Regions from separate parts of the Mus musculus genome. Here all the other regions are linked to region 4. Evidence: chromatin contacts called from public ChIA-PET and promoter capture Hi-C data. All regions are on one chromosome and are shown on one strand. Each heading gives the region's core, a stretch centred on a gene start, on an enhancer-like site or on the middle of the called end of the contact. The rest is flanking DNA. Distances are from core to core; before and after follow the strand shown. Region 1 holds the start of Card11 (caspase recruitment domain family, member 11). Region 2 has its middle 21 kb from the start of Gm38730. Region 3 overlaps Lfng (LFNG O-fucosylpeptide 3-beta-N-acetylglucosaminyltransferase). Region 4 holds the start of Gna12 (guanine nucleotide binding protein, alpha 12).

What was found. ChIA-PET counts read pairs in DNA pulled down with a chosen protein or histone mark. Capture Hi-C pulls out chosen DNA fragments and counts their contacts.
Region 1: a promoter capture Hi-C map of adipose tissue shows a contact between it and region 4. The contact joins the promoter of Card11 here to the promoter of Gna12 in region 4. A contact is called at or near these places in 2 of 39 promoter capture datasets (the C10 cell line and embryonic stem cells), 1 of 484 Hi-C or Micro-C datasets (B cells), 4 of 115 datasets of contacts at active chromatin or transcription factors (bone marrow-derived macrophages, effector CD8 T cells, memory CD8 T cells and 1 more) and 2 of 9 other capture datasets (adipose tissue and liver).
Region 2: a contact with region 4 is called in an RNA polymerase II ChIA-PET map of memory CD8 T cells, with 17 read pairs. The contact joins the enhancer-like site here to the promoter of Gna12 in region 4. A contact is called at or near these places in 1 of 39 promoter capture datasets (the C10 cell line) and 3 of 115 datasets of contacts at active chromatin or transcription factors (effector CD8 T cells, memory CD8 T cells and microglia).
Region 3: an RNA polymerase II ChIA-PET map of memory CD8 T cells shows a contact between it and region 4, with 92 read pairs. The contact joins the enhancer-like site here to the promoter of Gna12 in region 4. A contact is called at or near these places in 2 of 484 Hi-C or Micro-C datasets (the N1E-115 cell line and cerebellum), 2 of 115 datasets of contacts at active chromatin or transcription factors (memory CD8 T cells and microglia) and 2 of 9 other capture datasets (liver and pancreatic islet).

The regions. Positions count from the first base shown.
Region 1 is chr5:140,999,293-141,002,311 of GRCm38.p6, forward strand. It overlaps Card11 (caspase recruitment domain family, member 11), which reads right to left and starts at 1,304. Exons shown (of 25, transcript NM_175362.2): 1 at 1,115-1,304.
Region 2 is chr5:141,042,865-141,045,564 of GRCm38.p6, forward strand. No RefSeq gene overlaps it. Among named protein-coding and RNA genes, the nearest start is that of Gm38730, 21 kb to the right of the region's middle. Within about 2 kb of position 1,412, at least 96 of the 459 cell types and tissues checked have an H3K27ac peak or open chromatin away from gene starts, as enhancers often do. A contact at or near this core is called in effector CD8 T cells, memory CD8 T cells and microglia, where this site is marked.
Region 3 is chr5:140,615,450-140,618,207 of GRCm38.p6, forward strand. Lfng (LFNG O-fucosylpeptide 3-beta-N-acetylglucosaminyltransferase) reads left to right here. Exons shown (of 8, transcript NM_008494.3): 8 at 1-96. Among named protein-coding and RNA genes, the nearest start is that of Lfng, 9.5 kb to the left of the region's middle. Within about 2 kb of position 1,507, at least 166 of the 459 cell types and tissues checked have an H3K27ac peak or open chromatin away from gene starts, as enhancers often do. A contact at or near this core is called in the N1E-115 cell line, liver, memory CD8 T cells and 1 more, where this site is marked.
Region 4 is chr5:140,828,977-140,831,689 of GRCm38.p6, forward strand. Gna12 (guanine nucleotide binding protein, alpha 12) reads right to left here and starts at 1,455. Exons shown (of 4, transcript NM_010302.2): 1 at 1,018-1,455. The coding sequence starts at 1,320.

The DNA of each region.
Region 1 (3,019 bases), core at 54-2,553, 170 kb after region 4:
GAATTCGCAGCCCTATAGCCTCAGCTTTCAGAGTGCCTGGCAACCATGTGAGTTTTACCTGCAGATTTGCTGTAGTGGTTTTTTTCATCTTAGTTGCAGGTAGGATACTTTGTGTGCAGTCTCTGAGGCTGGGTGTGGGTGTGGGTATAGGGGTGACATCTCCCTGTGTGACATCATCAGCCTGCTTTGCTGATACTCTGCTAATAGAATCTGCATAGGTGTAGACCACTTCCCTGTGATGCCGCACAGCTGAAGTTCCCTGGTTTTATGCTCGAAGCACCCATCACAGGCCTGGAGGGATCTATTTTCTCTTTACAGACGTCTCGAGGAAGGAGATAAGTGGGGTTCAGGGAAGGCATGAGGGTGAAGAACTGCAGTCAAATTCCTGTCCATACACTAATTCACATCCACTGATTTCCAGGACATATTATGCATACACAGGTACTAAATAAATGTTAAGTGAGGGACCCCTCCCCCTGCTTCCTAGTAGGTCAGACCTTCCAGAAAAGTCATAAATGTCACAAGAAAAAAAAAACCAACTTTTTTTCAAACTACAAATCAAACTGGCTGTACAGAAGTCAAGGCTGAGCTGCTGGCCTCTGGCTAAGACAGTGAGAGGAAGTCCAGGCTTAGGCCATGGTCCTGAGCCATCTGCTCCCCACAGCGTAATAGCTGATACATCACTCTATCCTGTATTCAGTACCCCTAAGGGACAGAAGAGCTCTTTAACCTTCTCATCAGGTTTGGGGAAGAGGCTCTACGCAGCAGGCCATTGGTACCCCAATAGACATGTCTCCCATGACACGGTACCTCTCTTTGGAGAGCAAGGAAGGCCACCTACTCAAGACCCTCTGAGTTAGGCTGGGCTGTGACCTGCAAACTTCCCTTCCTCTCTGGTGATATCTAGGGGAGGAGCAGTTTAGCGACCCAAGAGTTACAAAGTGAAGTCCAAAACCTTTAGCGAGGGCTAGGGGAGAGGGGCAGGGCAGGGTGCAGAGCGGACTCCTTACCACTCCTCCATGCTACCTTCCCTAAGGCCTCCAGCTTGCCCCTGCTGTCCCTACAGCACAGCCTCTTCACATCCTTCTCTCTTCCCCAGCCCGGCCGCACCTACCTGGGGTGCTCATGCTCCACAGGCTCGGCGAGGCGCTTCCTCCACGCTGCTCTCCAACTTCCTCCAGCACTGGGCTCTGGGCTCCAGCATGCACCTGCCTGAGGCTGCCACCCTCCCTGGGCCTTGGTGACCCGTAGGGATGCGAGGCGCCAGGAGTCCAGAGATCAGAAAACTCAAGGGGAGGAGAGAGAAGTGGGAGAGAGAGAGAAGAGAGAAGAGAGAGAGAGAAAGTGTGTCATAGGCTGGTAGGGGCGGGGGAGAAAAATGCAAAACCAGACAGGAAATGAGATTTGAAAAAAATTGCAAAAGGTTAGAAAAAGAGATAAGGAGGGGGAGGGGTTGAGCTTGAGCCTAAGGCTTTGGGGGCCTGGCTGTAATGAGGGAAGGGGTGTGCCAGGGTCAGGGGCCTGGGTGCTGAGTCCAAGGTGGCCAGGCCACCTGCTTTAAGTGTGGTGAAGCTGGTTCAGCCTGGGCTGTCAATTAACGAGGTCCCAGTGTAGACTTAGGAGGGGTAACTACATTTTTAGTTATTTGTAGGGTAATTTGGAGTTTCTTCATTGGGAGGGGTGATGTGGAAGAGGGCAGCTACTCCTACCATGAGAGAGTCAAGTTTGCTCAGAAATGGAACCAGGAACCTGAAAGAATATGTCCCTAAAATAAATAGACAGCACATGGTCCCCAACACTAGGCTCAGAGAAATAAGCTCCCCTTAGAAGAAAACTCTTTGAAAAATTAATTAAGATTACTTTTTAAAGTGTGTGTGGGGGGGGGCATATGTGCACTGGTTTCTGAAAGATGCTGTCTGTGCCTGGCTTTACAGATTGCTCTCTGCCTTCTGCCCTTGAGTGTCCTGCTGGACCTGGAGCTAGGCTGGGGGACAGTAAGCTCAGTGACCCCCCTCTTGCCACCCCCACAGCCTTGGGGTTGCAGACCTGGCCACACTCCGCTTTGTGTGGGAGCACTTGGGATTTGAACTTGGGTCCTCCTGCTTGCACACCAAGAACGCTTATAAATGTTTCAGTCTGTAAAGGAGAGCACTCCCCACCACTCCATGCAAGCTAAGAAAGGAATCCACAGGCTTTAACACAACTCAAGCACATGAAGATACACAAGGGTATATGCACCAGGCTGACAGCTTCTCACCAACTGAATAAAAACGTGTAGTTCACACCTACACCATGATCCATCCAAACACGAGACTTCTATGTCTGCCTCTTCCAGTCATGGTCCCACCTAGCAGGAGCACACTCAGTCCCAGCTGAGACTGGCTTTGCCCATTCAGGAGCATTGTTAGTTTTTGGTTTTGCATTATGGAGGTTGAATCCAGGGTCTTCTACATAGTAAGCAGGCATTCTACTGTTAAGATGTACCTCTAGCCCCCCTCACTGAGGGATCCTAGGCAGGGCCTCTACCACTGAGCCACACCCCCAGCCCCTCACTGGGGGATTCTAGGCAGGGGCTTTACCACTGAGCCATGCCCCCAACCCCTCACTGGGGAATTCTAGGCAGGTGCTCTACCACTGAGCCATGCCCCCAACCCCTCACTGGGGGACTAGGCAGGGGCTCTACCACTGAGGCACGCCCCCAGCCCCTCACTGGGGGATTCTAGGCAGGGGCTTTACCACTGAGCCACGCCCCTAACCCCTCACTGGGGGATTCTAGTCAGGGGCTCTACCACTGAGGCATGCCCCCAGCCCCTCACTGGGGGACTAGGCAGGGGCTCTACCACTGAGCCACACCCTCAGCCCCTCACTGGGGGATTTTAGGCAGGTGCTCTACCACTGAGCCACGCCCCAGCCCCTCACTGGGGGATTCTAGGCAGGGGCTCTACCACTGAGCCACACCCCAGCCCCTCACTGGGGGATTCTAGGCAGGTGTGCTCCTGCTGAGTCTCATCCCCAGTCC
Region 2 (2,700 bases), core at 162-2,661, 210 kb after region 4:
TTGTCTTGATTTGCCTTAACTCATGTGCCAAGCCCCAGTCTGAGTGGCCAGCAGCAGCCCTTGGTTTGGAGCCGGCATGTGTAAGGGTAGAGAACTGTCTGACTGTTAGGCACGTCTTCAATCATTTCTCTCCTCCGGACTGGATGGGATGTTCCTAGCTGCTTTACATCCATGCATTGTCTTCCTGCTGTGATGAACAGTACCCTGGAGTTGTGAGCTGCCTCCCTTAAGTGCACAAGTCAAGGGTCATCAAAGATTGTTGTCAAGTGACAGAGATGGGAAGACATACCTCTTGCTTTCCAGTCCTCCGTAGGAACCAAGCTGAGACCCCTTGACCTTGGACTTCAGACCCCACCCCACCCCCAACCCCCCAACAGCATGACATGTTACTACTGAGCTGCCTGGCTGGTGGTACTGTCTCATAGCAGGCCTGGCTAACGCAGGATTCAGCAGAGGGGTCATGCGATCTTTCCTCCACATATGCATGTGCTGATGTGTGTGCAAGTGTGCATGCATGTATGTGCACATGTGTGGAGGTTGATGGTTAAGTGTCTTCCTGCATTGGTTGTGCTTCACCTTAGTTCTTAAGGCAGGATCTTTCACTGAGCCGAGAGCTGGCTGGCCAGTGAGCCTCAGGAGTCCACTTGCCTCTGTATCCCTCTGTGCTGCAGTTAAAGAGGAATGCTTGACACCTGGCTTTAAGTATATCTAATATTACTTATTCTCTGGGAGTTGCATGCACGTCTACAAGACATTTTGATCCTATCCACCCTCTAATTCCCTTTTCCAAGACCCCCTATTATGTCCCCCTCCCAACTTTATGTGTTCTTATTTTGTTACAACAGGCTGAATCCAGTTATGGCAGCTCCTACCCATGTGTGTAAGGCAGAAGCGTTTGCTGTCTTTGACTATAACTGACTCCCTCCCCTTGCAGCAATCAGCTGCCAATCATGGATGAGGGTGGAGCCTGTGAGCTCCTCCCCAATCCATGCTGGAATGATGTCGGGCTTGTCTGTGCGCAGGTAACCACAGCAGCTGTGGGTTCACGGGTACCATGGTCATGTCCAGAAGCCAGTGTTTCACAACTCTCTTCTTCATCTTCTGCCTGGCTTCCATGATGTTCCCTGAATCATGTAGGAGGGTTGGATATAGATGCCCCATTTAGGGCCGAGCACGCAGCAGATTTTTTTTTTTTTCTGAGCACTTTGAGGTGCACCGTGGGAGCTGAGGATCCAAACGCAGGTCCTTGCGCTTACACAGGAACTAAGCCATCTCTTCAGTCCTTAAAAGGACGAAGAAAAAGAATCTGTTGCTGGGAAAGGAAGAGCCGTGAGGTTTGCCCACTGCCAGCCCACAGACTTGATGCAGCTTCGTGCTCTACTTCCTGTGCTGAGGGGTGGAGTGTGCAGCTTCTGCGAACAAAGCTAGGGTGTCGGATGGAGCCCATAGCTGAGCAGTTGGGAGAGCAGACGGGCAGCGTGCAGGATGTAACTCTGCCTGCACTAGCCTGCTGGGCACGCTGGTCTCTCATGCTTGCTGAAGACCCTTATCCCAGGAGGCAACGGTCCTGCCGTGAGACAGAGGTTCAGGAGGGCGTGGGTGCCGAGTGGATGCGTCTCCCATTTCAATTATGTTTAATGTGTGCAAAAGAGGGACACTTCTAGAAAGAATCATAAAAACCTGAAACCTTTTGGAACCAGGTGTCTAAGAAGACTTCAGTTTCAGGGGCAGATGCCTATGTGAACGTGTGTCACCATTATTAAAGTCACAATGGCTCTCTCTCTTGGAAGAATTTGGAATGTCACTAGAACTTTCTAAAGACAAAAGCCAACAAAAGAAAAAGCCAGGCACTACAGCATGTGCCTGTAATCTCCACACACTGGAGGCCAAAGCGAAAAGATTGAGAATTTGAGGCTAGCCTGGGCTATGTAGGAAGACTGTCTCAAAAAGAAAAGGAAACAAAACAAAGCAAAAAGCGCAGCCAGCTGTTATCTTTGGCCCTGAATAAGGCTTAAAAATGATGATTAACATAATCACAAAAGTATGATTTAATCCGTGCAAGGTTATAAATATTAATTGGGAAAAGACGTTATATTGGGAGCATTATTATACACTATGATGTTAATTTTATGAAAATCAGTCCACGCAGCACGCACACTTTTCTTTACTTTTCTCCTCAGCTTTTGCTGGCGGTCTCGGTCTTACTGTGTGGATAAACACTTCCTGTTTCAGCAGCTACCTCTGCCTGGGGTCGGGGGTGGGATCCTGATACCACAGGACCTTGTGATTTCCCACAGATAAGAATCGGAGGCTGCAGAAGCAGGATAAGGGGTTGAGCCTGTAAGCTAGGTGCTTTCAGTGATAATTGTGATTATGTGTGGATGAGTGTGTGTGTGTGTGTGTGTGTGTGTGTGTGTGTGTGTGCATGAATGTCCGTATGTGCTCAAGTGCATGTGTGCTTGTGCATGTGCGTGTGTGTGCGAGAGTGTGTGTGTGTGGAGGGCAGAGGGCAACCTTAGGTGGCAGTCCTTAGTGCCTGGCCACCTTAACTATTAGGACAAATTCTCTCACTCCTTAGAACTGCCTGTGTAGGCTAGGCCAACCACCAGCAAGCCCAGGTATCCATCCACCAAGCATCTCCATCCACCCCAGCACTGAGCTACATGCAAGTGACACTAGGCCCGGACTTTTCTACATGGG
Region 3 (2,758 bases), core at 257-2,756, 210 kb before region 4:
GCAAGCTAATGATGATAAGGGAAAAGCTCTCAGGGAATTGATGTGTTGTTGCTATGGTGACGTCCTTCCTCTGAATAAAGGTGCTCTTTGCAGCAACCCAAGGGGCCCTAGTCTTGCTTGGGAGTTGGGGCTAAGCCACCTGTCCATCAAGGTAACTCGAGGGGACTTTCAGATGAGGGCAGGGGAGACCCAGTCATGACATAGAGAAGAAGGCAATTGGTAAGAATTCAGCAAGTTAGCCGGGCATGGTGGCGCACGCCTTTAATCCCAGCACTCGGGAGGCAGAGGCAGGGGGATTTCTGAGTTCGAGGCCAGCCTGGTCTACAGAGTGAGTTCCAGGACAGCCAGGACTATATAGAGAAACCCTGTCTCGAAAAACCAAAAAAAAAAAAAAAAAAAAAAAAAAAAAAAAAAAAAAAAAAAAAAAGAAGAAGAATTCAACAAGTTTACGACTTGGGAGGGAAACTAGTGTTAAAATAGATGAAGTATGGCCAGCTTGGTGTAGATGTGCCTCTGATGGGTTGATACCATGTTGGGAGGTGGGAATTGGACAGGGCTGATGGCGGTAGCTGCTTGATCAGGTCATGCCCTGTGTCAACCTCACTGTGTCCAGACCTTTCTGGAGGAGGTGCAGTGGCTAGTGGGGGCTGGCCAGAGACCCATTTTCCAGACAGGAAAACTGAGGCTCAAAGCAGGCTAAATGAGGATGACCAAAGTCAGGCAGCCAGGCTGCTGAGGTGGATGACCCCCACCCCCCCTAGATCTTCGTTCCCTGTCAACTCTGCTGACACTGCCTGGCCTCTCATCTGTCATGAGATACACCTGTCATGTATCCTCTGAGGATGGGCAGTACCCAGGCTGCTCACTCGTGGGTAGAGCTGGCGAGGACTCGGATCTTTCTGAGGCTCTTCAGGGACCTTCCTCAAATCCAGCCACAGAGGCTGGCTGATCGGGGGATCCTCACCACACTCCTTCCCTGTGGTCTCCTTGTTTCCGCTCCTTTACAGAGAAGCAGGCTAGTGCTGCCCACCTGCTGCCCTTCTGTAGGTGGCTGCCTGCTCTGACCTGACCCCGGACTCACGGGGCTAGGTCCTCATTACCTGCCACCCCTGTGTCCTTTGCCTTCTTCCCCACACCATTTGATTAGAGATCTGTCCTGCACTCCACCAGACATTGCTCACAGCTGTGGGTTCAGCACCCCCAAGTGGGCTGGGCATGGCCCTTGCTGGTAACTGCTCTTGCCTTGTGGGGTGACTGGCCAGAGCCTGACCCCACCTTGGCTTTGTAGTTTGGCTTTTTAAGGCCTGAGGCAGCTGCCTGGGATTTTCAGAGTAGGGGATCCCCAGTGGTGGCCGTGGTCCTTGGCATACAGGGCCTGGTGGCGGTGGCTTGGGGCCCTACTTCTAGATGAGGAAGCTGACATTTGTAAGGGTGGAAAGGTCACGGTGGAGCAGTCTGCACACGGGCCATGAGCCTCCTTCCTGCCTGGATGAGTCAGAGGCCTGCTACCCTCTGCTCTGGTCGTCAAAAGCCCCTTGCAGCTGGCACAGAGCTGGCAGCCACAGAGGTGTGGTACAGCGGCACCAACCTCGCCGCCGGCATGGAGCTGGGGGCCCCAGCCAGGGTGAGCTTCCCATTCTGATTGGAGCCAGAGGGTGGTCCTGAGCCTGGAGGGCAGAACCTCAGCACGGAGCAGGAGGGGAACCCAGTGAGGTGGCATAGGTCTCTAACCTAGTATTATTCATGAGGCTGTTGAGGTAGGAGGATTGTGAGGGTCGTGAGATCAGAGCCAGCATGGGTTACCAAGTGAGGTCAAAAAAATCATCTAAGAAACAGAAGCCAAGTAGGGAGGGCCCAGGAAGGGTCTAGCCAGTGGCTTCAACAACTCCCAGGTAGAGCAGGCGGAAGAGTTTCTCCTGAGGAGGGAAGCAAGCTGACTGACTGACTGACTGACTGACTGACTGACTGACTGATTGATTAATTGATTTTTTTTCAAGACAGAATTTCTCTGTGTAGGCCTGCCTGGCTGTCCTGGTTGATCTGGAACTCAGATTCACCTGCCTCTGCCTCCCAAGTGCCGGGATTAAAGGCGTGCGCCACCAATGACTGGCTGCCTGGCCGCCTCAGTGAGGGTCTTAGCGAGGAGCCCTCCTCTCTGGTCAGTTACTCAGTCAGGTATCCTGTCCTGGGGCTTCCAAAAGTTTATAAAACGCCAGGTACACTGATGCCTCGTGCCTGTAAATCTCAGGGATGGGGAGGCAGAGGCAGGAGGATCGCCAAGAGTTCAAGGCCAGCCTAGGCTACCTACTGAATGATGCTCCTCCCCTCCCAGCTCTCAATAAAAGTAACACTGCACACCACGCAAGCTCTAGGGTGTCAGGGAGGGTGCAGAAGCAGGAAGGCACCCAGCTTCCTCTCTCGAGATGAGCTGGGTCTGGGAGAGGGTGGCAGGGTAGGGTTGAAGCTTTCAACTTCCCTCTCTGAACTTCCCTCCCCTCTGGGGTCAGCAGGGCTGACTTCCTGGAAGAGGTGCCTCACTGCTGGAGCCGGAAGGCCAAAACCACAGCGTGTGAGCAGAAGTCAGCATGTGTTTGTGGGTGTTCAAGCTTGGCACAGCCCAGACAAATGCACCCCAGGGTGGGGTTTGGAGGGACCTGGTGAGGAGAAGGCTGGGAAGGGCAGTGAGCAAAGCCATTTCGTCTCTCCCTGAGGCTGGACCTCTGATGGTAGAAGTCAGAGCCCGCTGGGTGGCTTCAGC
Region 4 (2,713 bases), core at 205-2,704:
CTATAATGGTCCTGTACATATGCTTTTAAAGCAGGTTTAGTGTCACATACCAAGATGTTTTCTAATACAACTATATATCTTGGATTAACTTGGAGACTGGGGTCGGGGTGAGGCCGGGGGTACAGGTAGGGAGGTGGTTAGGGACGAACACGATTGGCACAGAACTGACCCTTGTTTCAATGCTGGGTAGTGGGTGTCTCGAAGCTCCTTCTAACATCTCACCTAACTTGGTGTGTATGTTAAATCACCATACTAAAAGGTTTAAAGAACAAAGTATGGGTGGCACATGCCTGTAATCCTACCACTGGGGAGACGGGTCAGAAGGATAAGGAGTTTAAGGTCAGCCTTGTCTACATGGCAAGGCCAGCCTGGGCTTCATGACTCCCTATCTCAAAAATACAAACACTGGCAACTTAGTCTAGTTAGTAATGTCCTCCCTAGCACGCATGAAGTTCTGGATTCAATCCCAGCACTACACGAACAAAGTATGGTGACACAGCGCCCTCCTCCTCTGTAATTCCAGGATTTGAGAAGTTGAGGAGAGAAAGGATCAGGAGTTCAAGGTCATTCTTAGCTACAGAGTGAGTTCAAGGCCAGTCTGGGGTATATGATATAATGTGTGTGTGTGTGTGTGGTGGGGGGAATAAAATGGTCAATTCTCATTTACAAATAAAAAACGAAGGCTGATGTCCTCCAACCTACACTATAAACTTTGCATGCTGGAGGGACAGGGAGAGTTGGCGACCCTCAATCCACGTGTCCAGCCCTAACACCCTATTTGTAACCCAAGTCCCTGAGAGTGGTCCAGCTTGCATTCCCACGGTCCCCAAGCGTCCAGGGCTCTGCAAATCTATCGCGCCCCTGGGAGGTCACGGGAGTAACCCCAACTGCATTGCTTGAGGTCCCTATTGGAAGGGAGGGGCGCCGGGTGGCAGGGTCGCGGGTCCGTGGAGAACAAAGGGGGCGGGGCCCGCGCGCCACCTGGACCAGGTGTGTGTGGGCGGGGCCGCGCGTCACCTTAAGGATGTTGTCGAAGATGGTGTCGCGGAACTCCAGCAGCGCCTTCTGGTCGAACTCCCGGCCGTGGATGATGCGCATCTGCTTGAGGAAGGTGGACTTGCCGCTCTCGCCGGCGCCCAGCAGCAGGATCTTGACCAGCCGCCGCACCGCGCGCCGCTCGCGGGCCAGCAGCGCGTCGATGTCGCGGCTGCGCCGTCGGGCCTCGCGCTCCGCGTCGCGCGCCGCGCCCGCCCTGCGCTCGCGGGCTCCGGCCTCGGCCGGCAGCAAGCAGCGGCTAAGGGTCCGCACCACCCCGGACATGGCCGCCCTCAGGCCGCGGCCGCGCCCCGCTGGGGCCCGCGCGCCATGGACGCCCCTCAGCCGGCGCGGCCCTGCCGGGCCAGGCGCCGCCCCGCCCGCCGCTCCCTCAGGCTGCGTCCGCCGCCGCCGCCCCGAGGCCCTCACTCGCCGGGCCGGCTGAGGGGCGGAGGGGAAGGCGCGGAGGGCGGGGCGGCGCCGCGCAGAAACTCTTTTATTGGTTGGGAAGTCTTCTATCTTGGGCAGCGCGCTTTTTTACTGGACAAGCGTGCCTTGGAGGAGGCGGGCACTCCTGTGGTCCTTGGGGCGGAGCCGGTGCCGAAAAAGGCGGGATCTTTTCGATGAGGGAGCTTCTTATTGGACTGCTGAGCAAACTTCTTTCTTTCAGAATGAAAGGGAGGTGGGGCCATTGAGGAGGAGGAGCTGAAGCCCTTCGCAACCAATTAGAAGTGCTCTGATCGTTTGTCAGTCACAATAACTACGCTTGGGATTGGAAGTTGTGGGAAATGGGGCGAGGCCAAAAGTGCCAGGTGTACAGAGTGACTCTCTGCCTTGATTCCCAGGTTGGTCCGGCTGTGAGCCCAAGATGTGGCTGCAAAGTTGGGAAATAGCGATGAGGTCCTCCTGCTCTTAAGTTTAGGGAGAAAGCTCAGTCGTTTTCCTTCCAAAAACATTGAAGCAGGGTGGGTCATCATTTTCAAACAAAAGCTGCTTTGAGTGTTACATGGGCCCCAAATAAGGAGAAAACAAACAAACAAAATTATTGTATGGGTCTCCCTAGGCACTTTCTTAAAATATGATTAAGGGGAGATGGTTCAGTGGGAAAGAACTGTGAAAGTGTGAGGACATGAGTTCAAATTTCCAGTTGTGCCTGTAACCCCACCTCTCAAAACCCAAGATAAGACCAATTCCAGTAACTTGCTGTGCAGCTATCCTAGCCCCAATGATAAGCTTAAGGTTCAGTGAGAGAAGCTGTTTGAAACGTTACAGAGGGGAGGCAGTTGAGCGACTTCTTGGCCTTTGTATGTATGTGCACTGGCGCGCGCACACACACACACACACACACACACACTTGCACACACATGCACGAGCGCGCACACACACATCTGTGTTTGTCATAATCACTCAGGCAGTTTGATGTGGAATAGTGGTCTGAAGTGTGGTGTCTGAAGGGTGTTGGTGCTGCATGGAGAATCATTACAGAAGCAAGAGAATTGAGATGAGTTTGAAGCCAGCCAGGGCTACATAGTAACTCTCTCACCATCTTGGCTAGAGATGATGTTGCAAGAGGAGGTCAAGCTTGTGTGATATAATCCCAGTATTGAGAGAGCCCGAGACAGGAAAATATGGAATTTGAGGCCAGCCTGGACTAAAGCTTGACTCTGTCTCAAAATGT